Regions from separate parts of the Rattus norvegicus genome. Here region 2 is linked to region 1. A link is a contact called in public Hi-C data. All regions are on one chromosome and are shown on one strand. Each heading gives the region's core, a stretch centred on a gene start, on an enhancer-like site or on the middle of the called end of the contact. The rest is flanking DNA. Distances are from core to core; before and after follow the strand shown. Region 1 overlaps St3gal1 (ST3 beta-galactoside alpha-2,3-sialyltransferase 1). Region 2 holds the start of Zfat (zinc finger and AT hook domain containing).

Region 1 (3,108 bases), core at 63-2,562:
GCCCATCCCTGGGGCAGCATGCTGTGCCTAGAAAGTGCAAGAACTTTCTTGCTGCTAGAACAAGAGTTTTCAACGCCCCCCGGGCCCGTGTGTGTGTGTGCGTGCGTGTGTGTGTGTGTGTGTGTGTGTGTGTGTGTGTGTGTAGGACTCCTGCTGTGCCTCCCTTCCCTGGCTCACTCCCATACTCCCACATCCAAGTCATGGATAGCTGGTGACATGTGGCTTATGCTATTAAATTCTAGTGGATTTCAGACATTTAGAAGATCCAAGGCTATCTGGATTCCTCTGGATGCCGGAATCTCTGAAGCCCCTGAATTTAATCAGAACATGGGCTTTCCACCTCTCACCGCCCAAAGGCATTCTCGATTTCTTGCAAGTACCACCACCAGGTATGAATGGCCTGCAGGCCCAGAAGACACTTGGAGCAAGCACCAAGAACCATTGCTTGTTTAATTTTTGCCCTGTAGATTATTAACAACTCAACATGACCCCAAGTGGGTCACGCTCCCGTGTATCTCATTAACTGCTAGCAAACACCCTGCCCCGCCCACATGCTAGCCTCTGATGAGTGCAAGATTGGAGAATGGGTCCTCATCATATCAGAAACAAGCTCCCTTGACCCCATGGCCTGCCTTTTCTTTGCTTGACATCTCCTTGCTCCTGTTCTTCCATGACCTGGATACTGAGCCCCGCAGAAAAAAGATCCACTTGCCTGTTACATGATCCCACCATGCTGTGGGATCACCTTGGTTTTTGCCCTGTCCTTCTCCCAGCCCCTTAGGATCATCTTCCAGCTCCTGTTCCCAATCTTCCTGGCTTCCTTCCCCAGCAAGGTCACAATTGCAAACAGGTGGGAGAAATTCTCAAAGCCGCTCCACTTGACCTGGGAACTCATCCCAGGAACACAGAGTACAGTCAGTAACCAGGGCGATCAGATGTATTGATGTGCATGACAGACCGATACGCAGCAATAGAGGGATGGAAACTTCCAAGTTCTACTGTTTGCTAGAATATTACACAACCACCAGGCAGTGTAATGATTCCTGGAACACTTTTAGACTGACTCTCCTTGACTCAAGCACAGGATTGAAGGAGTTGGGGGTAGAGAAAGTCCCTGACCCCTAAAGGCCCTATTGAATACACTGCCCATCTGCAGAGGCTACTAAGTGGAGGAGGGCGATTTTATTCTAATGGACAAAGACAAAAGCAAGTCTCTGTCTCCAGCCTTAAAGGTCCCTTTCCTGTCCCCCCCTCCCCCGCCAGTGGCCATTACTCTCAACACAGAGGGTAGTTTTAGTGCTTAGAAAAAGTGTTTATACAAAAACCATTGAGCAACATAGTGACGTGTCTTCCCCGAACAGCCTCTTGGACGCGCTGTAGAATGTAACACAAAGGCTTGCCAAATGGATTTCACGCAGGCTGGCTCTGTTACTCTCCCTTCCTCTTCCTCCTCCTCACCCAGCCATTGATTTCAGAAAGGGCTGAAAACTACTTGGGTGTGCTTGCTTAATAAAGTGGGAGGCATGCAGACATGTAAGTGGGCCAGTATCCAGAAAGAACGAAAGTTCCCAAAGTCAAAAGACCTCAAGGCCACAGATAGAGATCAGTTTCTGTTGCCCTAAGAGTAGATCTGAGGTGGTGTCACAGGTTGGCAGGGACCTGAAGAGGCTGAAGAGGGAAGACAGATACGTAGGAGTCCTGCCTGACTCTCACCCACTTAGCTAGCTGCACTCTGAATTTTGTGCTTATGGATTGAGCAGATGGGTCAGCCTGTGGCTCTGAGAGCAGTGGGACATAGCCTGGCTTTGAATTGCGTTTTCTAATACATTGGGAATGCCTAGATTTACCTGGTCCATCACCTGCCTCAGTTCTAGAAAAGAAAAGCTATAGTTGGTACATGCAGGAGCTCACAAGGGGGAAGAGGAAACACCAGTTCTGTTCCTCCAGAATCCTAAATAGCACAGGGATACTCAGGACTGGCCAGGGTGACAATGACATGCAAAGGAAGGTGGGGGTAGGAGATGCCAAAGGCCTGGTTGAAGACAGGGGTAAAAATGGAAAGAGAAGGGGTGATGTCCACAAGACAGGACATGGGCATGCACTGAACTTTGAAGAAAAGATGATGACAACTGAGTCATGATGAGGCAAGGAATGAGGTTTTCCAGCAAGGAAGAACATACACAAACCTGAAGTCCCTGAGGTACGGCAGGCTTCCCTCTGGAGTGGTCATAAGAGCTATGACGTCACAGCCATAACTCTACCCACAGTCACCCTTTTGCTGTGAACTCAAATTCACAGAAAAAAAGCCACACCTTTGTTAACTATTTAGCAGACTGATTAGTGCTCAGTAATTTTGGGTAGCTGAACTGTTGTAGACAGAGAGAAAATATGGCCCCAGGTTGCAGGTGTAGCTTAGGTGGTAGGGTGCTTACTTAGCATATCCTGGCTTCAATCCCTAGCACTGCAGAAGTGAAGCCTGGTGTTGCAGACCTAGAACTTCAGCACTGGGGAAGTAGAGGCAGGAAGAACAGAAGGTCAAGGTTATCCTTAGTTACTTAGCAAGTTTGGCTATATAAGACCCTGACTCATAAAAAAATGCTACAGATTATTTTTAAGTCTTCTTACTATCCAGTCATCAACTGTCTCTGCTCTGACCTAACAGTCTTTCAGCTTCAAGTGAGACCCATAGTACGTATTAAAACACCACTAGCTTTCAACAACTTTAAAACTAAGCATGTCATCAGATCACCCCTGAAATCTATAGCACAGGTAGCCTACCTACCCTCTTTGCTGTAACTTGCCCACCTGATGTTCCCACTGAAATTTTGGGTAAATGAATTGTTTTTATGACTTTCTTTCATTCTGTGACTATAGCATCCATGTTACCAGTAAATGGGGGAAACATCACTTGGGGGTAACCTGAGTCTGTGTTCATTATCCATGTTCATTTATATTTGCCTCAGAATAAACTTTCCTTCCATCTGGAGCAAGAGCTGCTCTTTGATCAATATGTCCTGAAGTCTTTTCTGTTTCATATGGGACATCAGAGTGTGCTGTATCTAAAAGAACTCTGAGTACTTTTCTATATATTAACTAATTCAGGCTATC
Region 2 (2,940 bases), core at 225-2,724, 1.2 Mb after region 1:
AACCAGAAATTTCCCAGAAATGAGCTGCCCATGAGTTGACAGAAGTACACTTTGTTCAAACTATGAGCCTTCTGACACTTGTCAGAAAAATAGCGTATGTTCCGGGCTTGTTTTGTGTCCCCTTGACCTATACCCGCTCTGTATCACCAACATTAATTCCAGAGGTTTTCACAGATAAAGTGATAGGTTCTAAAGCCCAAGCTGGAGAGGGGCAATAGCGGAGGGTATGCCCCAGGAACACGGTTTTTCTGTTCCCTGTGGACACAGGCTCCAGCAGGAAACCACATCGACCTGTACGAATGATCAGCAGCTCCTCCACTCTGTCATTCAATATATAGGTTGCCCCTACTAACAGCCTGTCTAAATTCCAGCGGACAGCAGCAATGGCCAAGCAAACATGCAGTTCACACTGTTTTCCAAGCTGAAAGAAGTCTGATTTCTTTAAGGCTCCTCTGTTAGGAATCTTGCCTCTCAACTTTTCGGTTCCTCCGTAAATGAACAATTAAGAGCAACCAGAAGACATTAGCAGCCTGCGACCCTTGGAAGTCAAAGTCCAAGAGTCTAAATTGGTATCGATCGCAGGCCAGGGGTGACAAGCTTAAGGTTAAGTGAAACCAGGGGTTAAATAGGAAGTCCACCCCTCCAATGAGTCCAACTAAAACTGCTTCTGGCTAGAGAGTCTAAGGGCTGCCTGGAAGAAGTGGCCCCAGAGCCATTTCACTCAAGCCCATGAGGACAATGCTCTACAGAACTGGGCCAAAGACAGAAGTAAATTATACGTGCATGGGGCAGAGTCACCCGAGAAGGCTGAACTTTAAACACGCCCTGCCATGAACACGTGGCTGATAACTGGAATGGAGATGTCATCTACTTTACAGAGGGGGAAATGTGACTAAGCAAAAAGCTAATTCAGACAAAGCTCACACAAACAGCAGCAGGCAACGGGACTCGAACACCTATCCAACCAGAACTACGCGGCTTGCCGCTGGCGGGCGCCCTGGCACCGCCCACAGCCCTGGAAATAGCTTGCAAGGCGCGCAGGGTACTCCCCAAGCTTGCTCTCCACTGGTTCCCTCTTTTTCTTTCCTGCGGCAGGATAAAGCCAGCTACTGAACGTGGTCCGCAGAACGCTGCGACGTCGGCGCTCCGCCCGTCCGCGGATCCCTCCGCCACCCCGAGCCTGCGCGCGGCCTCCCCACAGCACACCACGAGCGGTTTCCCGCGCGGCGCCGCGCCCCACCCCCACCCTGTCGCACCCCAACCCCCATTCCGGCTCACCTGCCGCCCGCGTCTCCATGGCAACGCCCCCACGACGGAGGAAAAAAAAGCCTCGGGCTCTTCCTGGCTCCCTCCCGTGCCGAGCGAGAAGGTCGGACACCCTGAGGAAACTTCGCTCTTTATTTTTATTTTTTTAGGGAAAGAGCCGGAGAGGTTATGGCGAATCTGCGGCATCCAACATGGCGGATGGAGTCTTCGCCCTCCTCCCCACGGGGATCCTACGCCTACGTAGCGACGTCCGCCGTGGGGAACCGCCCTCGGCACGCAAGGCACAGTGCGCATGCTCGGGGCTGTCAGGGATGCTGGCCTGTCGTCCCGGCGTTCTCCGCGCTGTTTTGAGCCACTCCTGGGTCAGGACGTTGTGATCCTGGGACGTCCGTGTCAGGATCCGGACTGTCCTGGATCCCCCAACGTAGGGGTACAGCTGCAAGCGGGCAGGATAGTGCACCGTTTTTCACACTAGCTTTTCCAGGGTTGTTTCTTTCCAGGGTTGCACATCGGGGTGCCTAGGTGTAGTTGGCACAGGTAAGCCGGGTGCGCAGTCTCACGTGAGTTCGCAGCTCCTCTCCCTGTCTATGGGAAGAGCCGGGTTGGAGGTGAGAGTGCCTCACACATCATTTCTTGGAAGCTCAGTAACCACCTTTCCATTTTTTATGTTAGGAGCTTAGAGCCCTCTCCGCACGCTGTAGAAAGTGCCTGTCCCACGTAACTTTAGTAGAATATATTTCTACCGACGTCGAAGTCGATTATTCCTGCCTGTTTTGGTCAGCTCTTTAGCATTCGAACATTCGAAACTGGAAATGAGTTTTGAGTTGGCAAATAAATATGTATATAATAACAATCGTACTTGTACCGGTAAGGCTATCTTTTAGATCGATTTTTAAATCAGCCATTGGGGGGGAAAAAAAAACTCCACACGTACAGAAACAAGACAAAAATAATTTTAAAAGAAGCAGAACAGAAATGACCTGCGTCTGGGGAACACTCGTTTGTTTTAACAGTGCTGGTGAAATGGTGGGAATAATCCTTCTGTAGTAACTTGAAATGCTCTTCACACAGCCCTAGGTTCCTCCCTGCACCCTCACAGGTCAAGGTCATGTGGTTACTCCCTCTGTACTTTAAGGTGCACTTAAGCTGTTTGCAGAGCACAGAGTCCTGTAGCAAAGGCCCCTGGGTCTTTTAGTCTTTACCTAACCGACACAGATCGCATAGTGATGATACTGAATGAGCTCATTCATTTTGTTCAGGTTTTTTGTTTTGTTTGTTTTTTTTTTTTTTTATTAATGTTGAAGTGCCTTTGGGCAGTGAGCCTTAAGGTGACTGGTCTAATTCTTCGTTCTTCTGTTAAGGATGTCTTAAAAATATAGCCTTTATTTAATTGAATTGGACAGGTGAGCAAAGGAAAGGTGTTCAGGAGGGTTGCATGGCTCTTTTGAGATCACACAGCCAGCTGATGAAGTGTGTGGCCCCATCTTTCTATGACCCACCAGATACCCACTTTGCCCAACAGACACAACATGAGGAGAACCATAGAGTTGTTCACCTCCACTAACTTCTGCCACGTGGATAGCTGGGAGGTATGGGGAACATGAACTTCTTTGTTTTGAAAATGAGCTGTCCAAACTATCCAAAATGCTTCAATTTTTTTGTGTGTGGGTGCTT

Evidence for each region. A called contact is a pair of places that touch in the nucleus more often than the background predicts.
Region 2: a Hi-C map of liver shows a contact between it and region 1, with 4 times the contacts expected there. The contact joins the promoter of Zfat here to the enhancer-like site in region 1. A contact is called at or near these places in 1 of 12 Hi-C or Micro-C datasets (liver) and 1 of 1 datasets of contacts at active chromatin or transcription factors (oligodendrocytes).

The regions. Positions count from the first base shown.
Region 1 is chr7:100,776,074-100,779,181 of GRCr8, forward strand. All of the region lies in intron 2 of St3gal1 (ST3 beta-galactoside alpha-2,3-sialyltransferase 1), which reads right to left. Among named protein-coding and RNA genes, the nearest start is that of St3gal1, 25 kb to the right of the region's middle. Within about 2 kb of position 1,313, at least 14 of the 93 cell types and tissues checked have an H3K27ac peak or open chromatin away from gene starts, as enhancers often do. A contact at or near this core is called in liver, where this site is marked.
Region 2 is chr7:101,941,763-101,944,702 of GRCr8, forward strand. It overlaps Zfat (zinc finger and AT hook domain containing), which reads right to left and starts at 1,475. Exons shown (of 16, transcript NM_001414958.1): 1 at 1,279-1,475. The coding sequence starts at 1,297.